3 separate regions of the Mus musculus genome follow, and all the other regions are linked to region 3. A link is a contact called in public Hi-C and promoter capture Hi-C data. All regions are on one chromosome and are shown on one strand. The core of a region is the stretch at or near the end of the contact, and the rest is flanking DNA. Distances in the headings are between cores, read along the strand shown.

Region 1 (4,568 bases), core at 1,395-3,894, 650 kb after region 3:
TCTGATGCCCAAAAGGTCTTTGATTATCACAGAGAGGCCACAAAGCTTCTATGGAAAGAGTCCAAGCCATAGCCTTGTCCAGAGGGGCCTCTCTTCTTGGGCTCTGTCTGAACCTCAGATATCAAAGTCCCAGAGTGACTTGAGCAACCAGGAGTCCATTCGTCCCTGCCCAGAGCACAGAGGTACTATGTGGGCAGCAGTGCCACAGGGAGACCTTTTGTGGCCCTTACTGGTGGGGGGTTTCTGCAGCAATGGAGAACGACTGAATGCTGGCTTTACCCCTGAGGTAGGATCAGTCATACTCGGTCCCCTTGACAGCTCCATGACCCTGTCTCCTTCAGAGGGGAGACGGAGCCTATGATTTAAGGTCCTTTCCAATAGAAGCAGCTGAGAGAGAAGCAGAAACTTCAGAGGCAGGAGGAGGTGTGGCCCTGAGAGGGGACACCTGAGGTGGGTAGGCATGACTTCACCCGCTCAGCATTGCCTAGCCTGCTTGTAGACAGAGCTGCCCCTTTCCTTCTTCAGCATAGCCTAGTCATGGGGATGACCGAGGCTTTGCCATTTTACCAGTGGGCCTTTGTTGGCTGAAAGAGACCTTTAGATATTCCAAGCAGTCAGATGCAACAGTGGGCCGAGGCTATTGCATTCAATCGGGCAGGTTGTTTACTGAACAGGGAACAGTGCTTTTGGCGGAGGAGCTGCTAGGAAATGAATCCAGCCTCACTGAACTGCCAACCCCGGGCTTTCCAGGATGGGACTGAATCTGCCCAGAACATAAAGACATCGTGTGGACCAGTGGTGGGTGCCTTGAGAGGGCTTTCCTATAGGGCTGCTGCCAGCCTCAGTTTCCTGCTTCATAATAATCCCTTTCCTCAAATGTATCCCTCAAGGGACATGGGACCAGTGAGCGGCAGAGAAAAATCGATAGACTACAAGCGTGCGTGGAGTGCCTGGAAGATAAGCTTTGGGACAAGGGGAGCAGAGTGCTTTCTTCATAATAGCAGTGGGGATGGAGAGGGCTCAGGGTGTCTAGTCGGGAGGGAGGGATGTGTGTGACAGCCACTTGTGGACCTTGGCGTTTAAATCTGTCCCCTCTTGCTGGCCTGATTTCTCAGGTCACCCAGTGCCTGCCCTGGCGATTGGCCCTCACGGCCTTCAATGATTCCTGTTCATCTCCCTCCACCGGATCAATCACAGACCCACAAACCCTTCTTCAGTGCAAAGCCTGTGAATGTGCAGCTTAGGTCCAAGCCTGGCTCCATCCCCACACTTGTCTCTGCTCAGCATCCCTTCCAGACTTCCATTTCCAAGCATGGTCCTGCCTGTGCTGCCGGGGCCAGCCCGCCCCTCTGGATGGTGCAGCCTGGAGTCATACACAAGCACCTGCAGATTCCCCTACCCCCCACCTCCTCTCTGAAGGAGCCCAGATAAAACAGAGCTAATCCACCCCGGGAGAAGGGCTCTGTGCCTGCGGGGACCCAGGCACAAATTGGGATGTCCTGCCGCATTACTTCTGCTGAGCTGGACATCAACATCTCACCTCCGCACCCAGGCAAGCCGGGGACAGCCAAGGGAGTGGAAAGGCGGTGGGGGAAGGGACCAAGCAGCCACCAGGCCTCCATCAAAGGCGATGGAGAGAGAGCAGCCCAGCCAGAGAGGATTTTTAATGACCCCAAATCCTGGCACCTCATTATGACTCTGATAAGGTGATGGGGCTGTCACTTCCAGATGCAGCCAAGGGCTCCCCAGAGAAATTTTCCTGCCTTCCTGCTAATCTTCTTATAAACATTGTTATTTATTTTCCCTTATTTTATCCGACATGTGTCAAGCAGCCCCTGCTAAGCCTGTGACATCTCCAGGGAGACCAGAGGAGGTTGGCCTGTCACTCCCCCAGTCCTGCCCCCTTCCCAGGCCCTATTCTCTAGCCCAACACATGGGGGCCTGGACGGATAATTTTCCGATGTCTCTAAGAGTTTGGACTGGGCCAGAACTGGGCAACTGGGATCTAGGTGTTGAGTTAGCAGGTCACAGGCCATGCCAACCGGGGCTGGTTCCAAAGGAAATGTGTGTGTGTCGTGGACAGTATAGTTCGTCAACCAGCTGCTCTTGAAGCCTCAAGCTTGCTCTGGGTGTTCTTGGCTAATACCCAGAGTGGCCATCGATGTGTGTGGCTCTGACAGAGGCTGCCCTGTCTTAGGCACTGTAGTAAGCATTCCAGTCTCCCGTTGTTCCTCAGCAAGGAAAGCAAAGGCCAGGGAGGGGAGACTGTACACGCAGGCTTGGCAGCCCAGGCTGCAGAGGGGCTGCTCTGCTCACTCTGGCTTTTTCTCTGGTGCTCGATGCAGGGCCAGTGTTGTGTTTCCTTCACAATTCCCAGGGACCATCTCCCTCCAACCCTCCATGAACCCAGGACAGGAGTAAAGCCCAGTATCTGCATTCTACCTTTAGTGCATGGAAACAGGCCAAGAAGAGAAGGTATGTGGGTCTCTCAGGGTCACACTGCCAGGGCAAGAATCCAGGTCTGAGATCTCTCTGGAAGGCTTAGGGACAGTTGCTAGAGAGTGCCACCAGGAATCTGTCTGGTGTTTTGTGGTGTTGGGCTTCAACAGGACTTCTGCCCTCTGTGTTGCTCCGTAGCCTGTGGTGATGCTGGAAGGCCTCAGAACTTCCATAAGACATGGAACATTCTAGAACAGTGGTTCTCAACCAGCAGGTCGTGACTGCTTGGCAAACCTCTATCTCCAAAAATATCCACATCGAGATTCATAAAAGTAGCAAAAGTACAGTTATGAAGTAGCAATGAAAATAATTTAATGGTTGGGGGTGGGGGCTCAGCATTGGATGAGGAACTGTAGTACAGTGGAACCCTAATGGTGGAACCATTAGGGAGGTTGAGAACCACTATTTTAGAAGGTCTACAACCCCAGCCTACCCTCAATGTTTGTGCTACATACACACATCCCCTTCGGAACCAGGTCTGGTTGGCAACAGTCTGTGATGTAATTCAATATGACCCCAGCAGCGTTCTGGCTGGCTCACAGTGGGGCTCTGGTCTTGCTGTTGCGGATGGTAGCAAGTACAGTAGTTCCTTGTCTTGTTGCTGTGTTAAAATGCCTGGCACAAGCAGTTCCAGGAGGCAAGGCATTATCTTGGCCCACTGCTGCAGAGGACAGGCTGTCACAGCAGGAAAGGCAAGGTGGCTGAAGGGTGGCGTGGTTGGTCACAATCAGGAAGCTGAGAGACATGCTTGCTGCTATCCAGACCGCTTCCTCTTCTCATTCACGACGCCATCCAAGTATTAGTGTTACTCATGTCTAGGGTAGATCCTCCAACTGCAACGAACCCCATCTGGAAACCCCTCAAACACATGCCAGTAGGGTATGTAATACCTAGAACAAACCTGTAAGCCCCACCTGCCCAAGGAGCAGGTAACCTCCTGGAATGCTGGGAGTTGTAGTTCTTGATAACAAAAGCCTCATGGGAAAGTACGGAGGCCTATAAGTTTGTCTTTGTAACCACCACCACACGTAGGTTTGTGGCCGCCGCTGCCACCACCACGTGTCTCAGGACGATTCAGCTGGGAAATTCCAGAGAGTAGTTTTGACCAAAGTCCTTCTCTTAGTCAGTATTTAATATTTAATAAAGATTTGGACTAATTTAATAAAAAATTGCCCCAAAATGGTGGAATTGGTTTTTGTCGGGTGAATCTCAGGATTAATCATTTATTTCCTAGGTGATTCTGACAGAATTAGCCTTCCCCGTGACTAACGCTCACCGAGTTTTAGGGAGCCTCCTCACAAAGGATCTGGCACCCCATTCTACAGATGAAGCAACTGAGGCCTTTAGAGATGTGCCATCCACCCATAGTCACAAGGCATCAGCGACAGAGCAGCCTGGACCCTGTGACCACAGTCCCCACACAGCCAGAGTCACAAGAAATTGCCATGACTTCTGGCCTTCACCTATGTTCACCCTCTCCAGTTCAAAAACGGGGACACTGCCAAGGAAAAGGTGCTGTGCCTTTTACGCACCTTTATGACAACACCCATGCTTCTGATACCCTCTCTCCAGGCTCAAGAGTCTCTGAGGCTGCTTAGAAGTAAAGGAAAATGTCAAGAATATTAAATTCATAATTGAGTAAGACCTGGGGAAAATCGTTAAGTCAGTTTCGTATTTCCCAAGTGGTTCATCGACATTTTGAAGACATGTCAAATTCTTTGGCCTGAACTTTCTCTGTGTGCAGATAAAGAGAGAGATGTCTAGCTGGGCGTGGTGGTGTATGTCTCCAATCCCAGCGCTTGGGGAAGCTGAGGCAGGAGCATTGCGTGGAGTTCAAGGTCAGCCTGGGGGCTACAGAGTGAGGGTATGGGATAACTGTACCAAGGCCGACTGGGAGGAGCACTGTAGTGCCAGCGATAGAGTCTGACACCCTGTCACACCATGATGTTGGGAGGGTCATCCCAGGCTAAGAATCCAAGACACAGGTGAGCTTTCACAGATGTGTGCGGTTGCAGGGGTCAAGGAATCTGCTCACTTGACTGTGCCTCGTGCCAATTCCCTTGCAGATA
Region 2 (4,378 bases), core at 604-3,103, 540 kb after region 3:
CCCCAGACACTCTTAAACAGAAACTAACAATCCTGGCCATCCCACACCTAAGTGCACCCTTTAAAACAAGGCTGGTCGTTTAGCGTGCCTCCTCCCCTTCTCCATCATTACCTTCCAACTTCAAAACACTGCTTTAAATACCCGAGTCTGCCCAAATCATAATTAACTCGGATCAAATGATTGAGTGTTGTAACTTTACAGCACAAAGCTTGGGGAGAAATAAAAAGTGGGGGGATGTGTTAAAAGCAAGCTCCGGCCGTGGGAAACGTTCGTTACAGAGGAGGGACCTTTAGCTCTTGAAGAAAGAGAGGTGGGGAGGAGAGAGAGAGGATGCCATCATCACTGAGGGTGGTGGGGTGTGTGTCAACTCAATACTTTCTGCTAGTTTCCTTTTCCCATTCTTAGCCTTTGCTCAGGGAGGTCTTTGTCTAGGGTGGCCCTCCAGCCCCCGCACCAGCTTCGGGAGTCGATTCACCCTAACGGCAGTTCACCTGCTTGGGTACCAGAGAGGTTGGTGCGAGTGTCTACTTTTCCTTCCAAGGAAGACGCAGCCCACTTTGCAACGCCCAGCCGAGCTACTACAGAGCCAGCAAGACACTTCCATCTTCGCGATGAGAGGAGAATCGGGGACTTTATAAACTTAGGAGTCCACCAAACCCTCTTAAGAGCATCTTTACTGGGTCCAGGTGCAGTGCAGAGGCGAGCTCACCTGGACACTGAGAATACCAATAACCTATTGAAAATAGGCAAAGTCGAAAGGAGATACATTACGCCCCTCCACTCTCTGCCAACACTCACCCCCAAACAATCCACCAACCACGAAACCTTTTCATACCCGCCCGCGCCGCACCTCCGGAGATCACGGTGTACAGGAGTCGGCCCCTCCCCCTTCAGTAGCTTAAAGCCTTCGGGCCTCGGCTCCCCAAAGGCCGAGAAGAAGCGCTTCCAGGGTTCCGCAGTATCCTGCTCTCTGTCCGCGACCCTCAGAATGCTGCGCGTGCAGCCCGCGGGAGCCTGTACTCAGACCTAAGTTGCAGGCGAACCGCAGAGAACACACACCTGGCCCTGGCAGTGACAGTTTTTCCGTGATAGTCAGGGGTCACTTGGAAGTGAATCAGACCCCATTCCACGGGAAGCAACTATCCCTTGGAGGCAGGAGCAGGGAGCTTCGAGCTTACGTGGCACCCCAGGTGGCCACGCGTCGCCCCCTCTCCCGAGCACCGAAGCTGCCTTTTAACTTGGACGCGTCCACGGCGTTCTCGGAGCGCAGTGACTCCGCCAAGAACCACCCGAACTTGCAGTTGGACGCTGAGACGCGCCAGGACCGCATCCCTGTGTTCCACTCCCTCTCGCACCTACCTGCTAGGCTCGGTGTCGGATCCCAGCAAAGCAGCAGCGCCAGCAGCAGCGCGCTCCGCACCCCGCTCCGGGCCCTCATGCTCCTGTCCCCCGGCCCGGGCGCCTCTCCCTCGGGGTTCTTTCCCGGTCCCCAGCCTCGCCGCCTTCGCCTTCGCCGCCGCCTCGCCGTTCTCGCAGGCGCCCGGCAGCGCCAGCCCGTGCCCTCCGTAGGCGCAGAGGCAACCGCGCAGCGCCGGGAGGCCGCCCGGCGACTAGGAGCGCTCCGGGAGTCGGACGCCGCTGGGGATCCCGGCTCTGGTGCGCCCTTTCCGCGCTCTCCCGCTGCGAGCGCCGTCCGCGCCCTGCTCCGAAGTTGTGCGATCCCAGTGGAGTGCGCTCAGCGGCGCTCGTAGCGGCCGCGCCGCGAAGTCTGTCCGAGTGGGGTGTGTGCTTCCCTCTGCGCCCTGCCGCTCCCCGCGGCTCCGCGCCCTCGCCCGCCCTGCCGCCGGCCACAATGCCCAGCGCCGCCGCGCGCTCGCCCTAGAGTCAGCGGGCCGGGGCGGGGCCTCACGCGATAGAAGGCGGGGCCTGGAGGACGGGGGCGGAGCCACGGGGCCCAGCGAGGGGGGGTACCCTACCGCTGTGTAGGCGCGGCCGAGTTGGGGCCTTATCAGAGGGGATCCTTGAAGAACGCAGGATCCAAAGCACCGGAAAACCGGTCCGCTGAAAGCGGCGGAGTCTACCGGATTTTCTTTCCAAAAATAAAGGAAATAAACATTCGTACACTTCTTAGCTTGGGTGTGAATCAGCTTTCGCTTTTGATTCGGTCTCAAAAGGGGATGGGGGTGTTTAAGAAAAAATGTCAAACACTCAAGTCCTGGTGGAGCGGGGGATGTAGTTGGGGAGTTCCAGCTGTGGATATTTGGGCATGAGTTAGGATCGTGATTGGTTCTGTTTTTCTCCTCGACCCAGGACAGAACTCTTTACGTGGGATCCGGAAGGATGGCTCATCCTAGGATATGGTGAACCAGTCCAATTGAATAAAAGGACGTGTGTGGGGAGGGAACCTGCTGCTGTGTTTTGCTCCGAGCACAAACTTGGTTCTGGTTCTGCTCCTTAAGCGCGTGACCTTGAAGGAGCTGCTTAGCTGTCTCCATCACTGTCACCTGTGAAATGGGGAAGAATGATGTTAGCTGTCTCATAAGGGGTTGAGGAGCAGAATGTGGGAAATAGGTAGAAAGTGGGGGCACAAATGGTGGCATCCCTTCCCAAGGTTCTTGAAGGAAGTCCTTGTCACCCAGAGGTGGGCCCATAAGCTTACGTGACCAGAGGAGACTTGGGAGATGTCTGTGCATCCGCTCACAGGAAGCTCACAGCACTTCCATGTGGGAGCCCACTAACGGGCTAATTCCATAATGCTATAAAGAAGCAGCCCCTACCCCTTATCTGCTGACCTCCTAAGCTTTTCCTCTTTGCAGATCTGGATCAGCCCTCTTCTTCAGGAAGAGAGCAGCCTAGCCAGGTTCTGAAGTCGGGTAGGAGGGTAGAAGGGTGGGAGGGTGGGAGGTATCCAAAAGAACCTAGTATTCCCAAGTTTTTCCTAGATTGGAGAAGAAAGGTTTGGGAGCCATAGTTGCTGACTAAGAGGTTGGTGGTGTGAGGGCAGAGAAGCAAGAAGATCCATGCTAGCTGTGTTTGGGGGAGAGGGAGGCAATGAAAGCGGGATTTCTCGACACCCCCTCTATCCCAACTCCACAAAATGAAGACTGGAGATCTATAGAAGGCTGTGGCTATAGGTGACGCCCCACATCATGGCTGGCCACCCAGGCCCAGTAGGGTGAATCCGGGTGGAGTGAACGCCCAAGGCAGGACTTTGGTTTCTGTGGGCAAAGGTAAACGGGCTATTTTTATCCTGGCCTGGAACAGCATGAGCAACAGCAGTGGCTGAGCACACCCAGCCTGTTCCACCCATTCCAGACCGCAAGCACGCAGCGATACACGCCCCTCGGACAGTTACACATACCTGCAAAGGAACACACAAGTAAATACACAACAGAGACGCACAGGTGCAAGATGACCTTTCCTGAAACACCCTGTGTACAAACAGACATCCACCTAGAAAAACACCCATAGACCAAAGCCTGTGAGATTAAAAACCCCAAACATAGCTCCAGGCGCACACACAGAGACATCTGACTGGAAAGGCAAACAGGTATTTGGATATTTAAAGACTGGCAGGAAACACCCGCCTGGGATGCCTGGGTACCAACACTCACATCCCATGTTCAGACCGGAGACCCGGTCGATGAGGTCAAGGGTGCTGTGCCTGAGAGCTCAGTGGATGCCTCAGGTTCACACTCCCCCACTGGGATAGAAAGTGTTTTTCTTTAGACATTGCTTAATTCCTTCTGGGGTGAAAGGGGTGCAAGAATATTAAGTATTTCCCTTCTTCCTACCTAGCCCCTACCCACCCTTCAGTCTGGAAGTTCTATTTTAAAAAAGCAAAGGCGACTTTATTCTAATTAACTCACAAATAAAAGCATCACACAGCTAGCTCACGGCAGCCACTCTAACCCTTGCGCCATTGCTTCTGGGCTCTATCTGTCTCTGTGAACATCTCTGTATTTAGAATGTCCAGTCTGAGGCCGTGGGGCCTCCTTGGGGCTCTGAACTTTTACTGTCAAGTACAGTTTTTATTCAGTTACACACACACACACACACACACACACACACACACACACACACTATAACAGAGTGGAAACTAGATTTAAAAAAAAAAAAAAACAGATTCATGGGCTAGAGAGATGGCTCAGTGGTTAAGAATACTGTCTCCTTTCCCAGAGGTCTTGGGTTCAATTCCCAGCAACCAAATGGTGGCTCACAACCATCTATCCTGGGGTCTGGTGCTCTCTTCTGGTACTCAGGTGTATATGCAGATAGAGCACTCTATACATAAAATAAAAGAAATATTTTTTCTTTTTTTTTTCTCCCTGCCCCTAAATAAATCTTTTTAAAAGGATTCATATTCTTTCATGACTGT
Region 3 (4,034 bases), core at 916-3,415:
TTAAGGCTGTTTGGATAGCAAGTGACAGAGCTAGACTGGGAGACAGGTCATGTCTCTTCTGTGTCATGTCTAATTAGACGTTGCTCAGTGGTAGTGATGGGTCTAAGTCTCAATTTGAAACTTTAGATCTTTCAGGATGTCTCAAGAGTGCCTGGATCACAAAAGGTTCTGAGCAATTCTTGCTTCCCAGACTTCTGGTTTGTGTGTGTGTGTGTGTGTGTGTGTGTGTGTGTGTGTGTGTGTGTGTGTGTGTGTGTATGAGTATGTGTGGGGGAATGGTTGAGGTTGGGTGGGCAGGCAGTAGGTGTGCATGTGCCATGGTGTGAGTGTGGAGGTCAGAGGTCAACTTTTGGGGGTTTTCCTACCAAATGGGTTCCAGGCATCGGGTTCAGGTTGCCAGGCTTGGCAGCAAACACATTTTAGCCATTGTATCATCTTGGCTGAATCTTGTTAAGTAGTACCAACTAGCTTCTATAATCCCCCTGCCTCAGTCTCCCAATGACTAGACTTTCAGGTGTAAACTACTACACCTGACTTCTATGAGTGCTTTTGTTGTTGTTGTTTTTTTTAATAACACTTACATGTATAGACACAATCCACAGTGTATAAGTTGTAAGAGTCGTTCTTTCCCCAGTGGGACTAGAATACAACCCCCACCCCACCCCGTGGTTTGGCAGTAAGCACCTTTACCTGCTGAGCCATCTTACCTGGAAGTGTTTGGAGTCCTGCTTCTAGGGCTGCCGTGGAACCCGGCTCCTGACAGCTATCCTTAATACCATATAATTCTGGTGATACCTAGTTTTATTTTGGGTTATTTTGTTATTACATTATTTGCCAGGACTGAGGATTGAACCTGGTTCCCACATGTGCTAGGCATGTTTGCCGCTGAGCTGTATCAACCTTTGTAGATGCCTTCTGTTTCGTTTGAGACAGGGTCTCATCTCACTATGGCCCTGCCATTGCCTCTCAGTGCTGGGATTAAGGTTGTATCACCATGCCCAACCTTGGTTTTGTGCTTTTGAGACAGGGTTTTCTATGAGTACTAGGCTGGCTTTGTACTTAACTGCCCCAGGCTAGCCCCAGTAGTCCTTCCCCAGACTTCAGTGCTGGGATTGCAATGTTACCATTGTTATTTAGACAGAGTTTCACTTGGTAATTCTGGTTGGCCTGGAACTCTGTGTGTGTGTGTGTGTGTGTGTGTGTGTGTGTGTGTGTATGCGTGTGTATGCATGCGAGTGTATGCGTGTGTATGCCTGTGTATCAATCAAGCTGGCCTTGAGCTTACTGAGGCCTTTGGTGGCATATCTCTTCATCGCAGCTCTAAGAGAGGCTGCAGCAGGAGGACTTTGAGTTTGAAGTGAGCCCTTGCTGTATATAGAGATCTTGTCTCAGAAGACTGAAAGGGGAAGGAAAGACAACGGTCCCCACCCCCACGGGCTTTGATTCCTGGGCCAGGCCCTTGAAATGTAGAGTTTAACTTGTATGTGTGTGCTGAGTGCTCTTCATATCTACAAGGACATAGGTAACAGCAGGTTGAATCAGACCCTGCTAGGAGCTCGGGCAAACAGTCTAAGAACATTCTTAGAGGTAGCTGGCCAACTGCCGGAGAAGGAAATTGGTTTTAAGGACTGAATGTTGCAGGCTTGGAGGTCAGAACATAACTGGTCAAAAAGTGGTTTGGGTTCATTTTTTGAAAAAGATTTTTAATTTTGATTATGTATGTGTACATGACTATGGGTGCCCGTGGAGGTCAGAAGAGTTAGATCTTCCTGAAGTGAGTTACAGGTATTCAGGTCTGCTGCAAGAACAGTGTGTGGTATCAGCCATCTCTCCAGCCCTGGGTAATTATCTATTTATTGATAAATACCCTGGGGTTGGACGTCCGTGCCTAACAAGACAACCCAACTCTTTCCTTGGTGTGTCCCTTGTTGGGTTAAGGCTGGCCCTCTGATTTTAGTTAGTTGCACAGTGACCTGGGGTCTGGAACCATCCAGAACAGCTCCACTCCCCTGCCATAGGCAGGACAGCTCTGCTCCCTCGCCTGTTTGAAAACCGCCATGTGTGCCTCTATGATGTTTTCCCTGCCCTCCTATCATGTGGGTCCTGGGGTTCACCCACTGAGCCAACCCCTCCCCCACATTGTTTTCCTTTTGAGATAAGAGGCTCACAACTCAGACCATTCTCCTTCCTCTGCCTCCCTAAAGTATGGTTTCTAAGTGTGCCGCCACAGCTCAGTGCTCCCACTTCTCTTTCCAGTGGGCTGCCCTGCCGGTGTCTTTCCTTTTCACTGCCTTAGCTCTTGTGGTTAAAGTGCAGGTATGAGTCTCTGTTCTGTGCCCTCAGATCCCTAGCCACTGCTGGGATGGTGCCCGTAGGGTGGTGCACCTCTGTCTTAGGGACAGCTCACTGGGTAGTGTGCTGGGCACTGAATAAGATGCTAAGTTTGTTACCTGGATCTGGGTCAGGGTTACTTTCAGACCTCTGTCACCAGGCTAAAGCAGGCTGACTGAATGTGGTTTCCGTGTCAAGTTCCTGGAAGGCAAAACAAACACAGGGTCTGCTGTGGCTCAGGCTTGTGATTGCAGGCTATGCTCCCAGAAACCTGATGACTTTGGTCATTATAGCAAGTCCCCAGTAAAGATGGAAGTGGGCAGTGTTAGCAGTCAGTGTTAGTTAGCCTGCTTCCTGGTCTGCTGGGGTTCGAGCCTGCTGGCCTCTGGTTCCTCATGTGCCTGCTACTAGGCACCATATTTTTCCTCACTGGGGGTAGCACCAGGCAGTATGGTTTTTGTTTTGGAACATGGTTCTGTAGCTCAGGCTGGCCTGGAACCCAGGTTAGGCCTCGGGTAGTATGTATAGCTTAGCTCTTAGGAACCTTTGCCAAGTGACCCCCACCCCCATTACTCAGCCTGGGCTGGGCTGGGCTGGGCTGGGCTGGGCTGGGCTGGGCTGGGCTGGGCTGGGCTGGGCTGGGCTGGCCTCTGGGAAGTTGGGCTTGAGAACATGCTGCTTTTGTGAGTTGGGGTGCGTGTGCGCGCCTGTGCGTGTTTGTGTGGTGGCCGGCAAGGCTGGAGTACGGGCAGAAGATGCAGGACCGTGTGCCCAGCTCCTTAGTTCATTCCCTTAGTCTTTAGGAAGAGCCTGCTCATGGATGTCTGTGTGGGGTACATGTTTGTGGGATGCAAACATGGACTTCCTGGGTGTCCAAGGTGAAGCAGTGTGGCCACGGGGTTTTCATGGTTGATTGAAGCCACGTGCCTCTTGTTTTCATCAGAGGTTGGGGGCAGCATCCTGATACCTGCCAGAGTTTGGTCCTCATGCTAGCCCATCTTCTGCGTCTGATAAAAATCCTCTGTGTAGCCCAGGCTGGCCTCAAACTCACCATCCCCTGCTTCAGCCTCCTGAGTGCTACGGATTACTCCAGTCAGATTTTGAGGACTCAGAACCTGACACTAGACAGGACACGTGCCTCCTGTCAGTCCTATGACTTAGGGCAGGCTCTCCCTGGCCAGCCATTCTGCGATACAGTCTGTATTTCTTGGGCTAGGGAGACCCAGTGATCTCTCAGCCAGCAGGCAGAGCTAGTCCTTAACTCTGCGTACTTATGTATTGGGCGGTTTTCCTTTAGCTCTGACCAGCCCTGTCCAAGACCCGAAGACATGCTCTGGGGGCTCAGCAGTGCTGTGCAGAGATGTGAAGACGGCGGTGGACTGTGGGGCCGTGAAGCACTGCCAGCAGATGGTCTGGAGCAAGCCCACAGCGGTGAGTGCCCGCTCCCAGTGTCTATGCAGAGCACTTGGTCCTTGCCCCTGCCCCTGCCCCTGCCCCTGGTTGTACTCTGCTTACCTTTCCTGTCCCACAGGCACCTTGTCTCTTGGTGACCCACTCACCTGTGGGCCCTCAGGGTCTACCCCCTGTCCCGGGTGAGGGTCGTGGTGCAGGCACAGGCATACCCAGCATTCACCACTCATCTCAGGAAGTCCAGATTCCGTCTGCTCGCCTTCCCTGTCGTCCCCCCCCCCCCCCAGGCTGGC

The links. Promoter capture Hi-C pulls out the DNA fragments that hold promoters and counts their contacts. Hi-C and Micro-C count contacts between places; a contact is called where the count stands out from the background.
Region 1: a Hi-C map of the N1E-115 cell line shows a contact between it and region 3, with 3 times the contacts expected there. The contact joins the promoter of Pldi here to the enhancer-like site in region 3. A contact is called at or near these places in 1 of 484 Hi-C or Micro-C datasets (the N1E-115 cell line), 2 of 115 datasets of contacts at active chromatin or transcription factors (bone marrow-derived macrophages and pancreatic cancer cells) and 1 of 9 other capture datasets (embryonic stem cells).
Region 2: a contact with region 3 is called in a promoter capture Hi-C map of liver, with 3 times the contacts expected there. The contact joins the promoter of Unc5b here to the enhancer-like site in region 3. A contact is called at or near these places in 2 of 39 promoter capture datasets (hippocampal neurons and liver), 1 of 15 datasets of contacts at CTCF or cohesin (the NIH/3T3 cell line), 3 of 484 Hi-C or Micro-C datasets (cerebellar granule neurons, cerebellum and frontal cortex), 5 of 115 datasets of contacts at active chromatin or transcription factors (astrocytes, embryonic forebrain, embryonic stem cells and 2 more) and 1 of 9 other capture datasets (embryonic stem cells).

Annotation. Positions count from the first base shown.
Region 1 is chr10:60,935,488-60,940,055 of GRCm38.p6, forward strand. It overlaps Pldi (polymorphic derived intron containing), which reads right to left and starts at 2,645. Exons shown (of 3, transcript NR_033616.1): 1 at 2,443-2,645. Gm26947 (a long non-coding RNA gene) reads left to right here. Exons shown (of 4, transcript XR_001779779.2): 2 at 1-798; 3 at 891-2,475; 4 at 3,734-4,568.
Region 2 is chr10:60,829,728-60,834,105 of GRCm38.p6, forward strand. It overlaps Unc5b (unc-5 netrin receptor B), which reads right to left and starts at 1,854. Exons shown (of 17, transcript NM_029770.3): 1 at 1,360-1,854. The coding sequence starts at 1,438.
Region 3 is chr10:60,288,011-60,292,044 of GRCm38.p6, forward strand. Psap (prosaposin) reads left to right here. Exons shown (of 15, transcript NM_011179.3): 2 at 3,629-3,762. Among named protein-coding and RNA genes, the nearest start is that of Psap, 12 kb to the left of the region's middle. Within about 2 kb of position 2,166, at least 89 of the 459 cell types and tissues checked have an H3K27ac peak or open chromatin away from gene starts, as enhancers often do. A contact at or near this core is called in the N1E-115 cell line, bone marrow-derived macrophages, liver and 1 more, where this site is marked.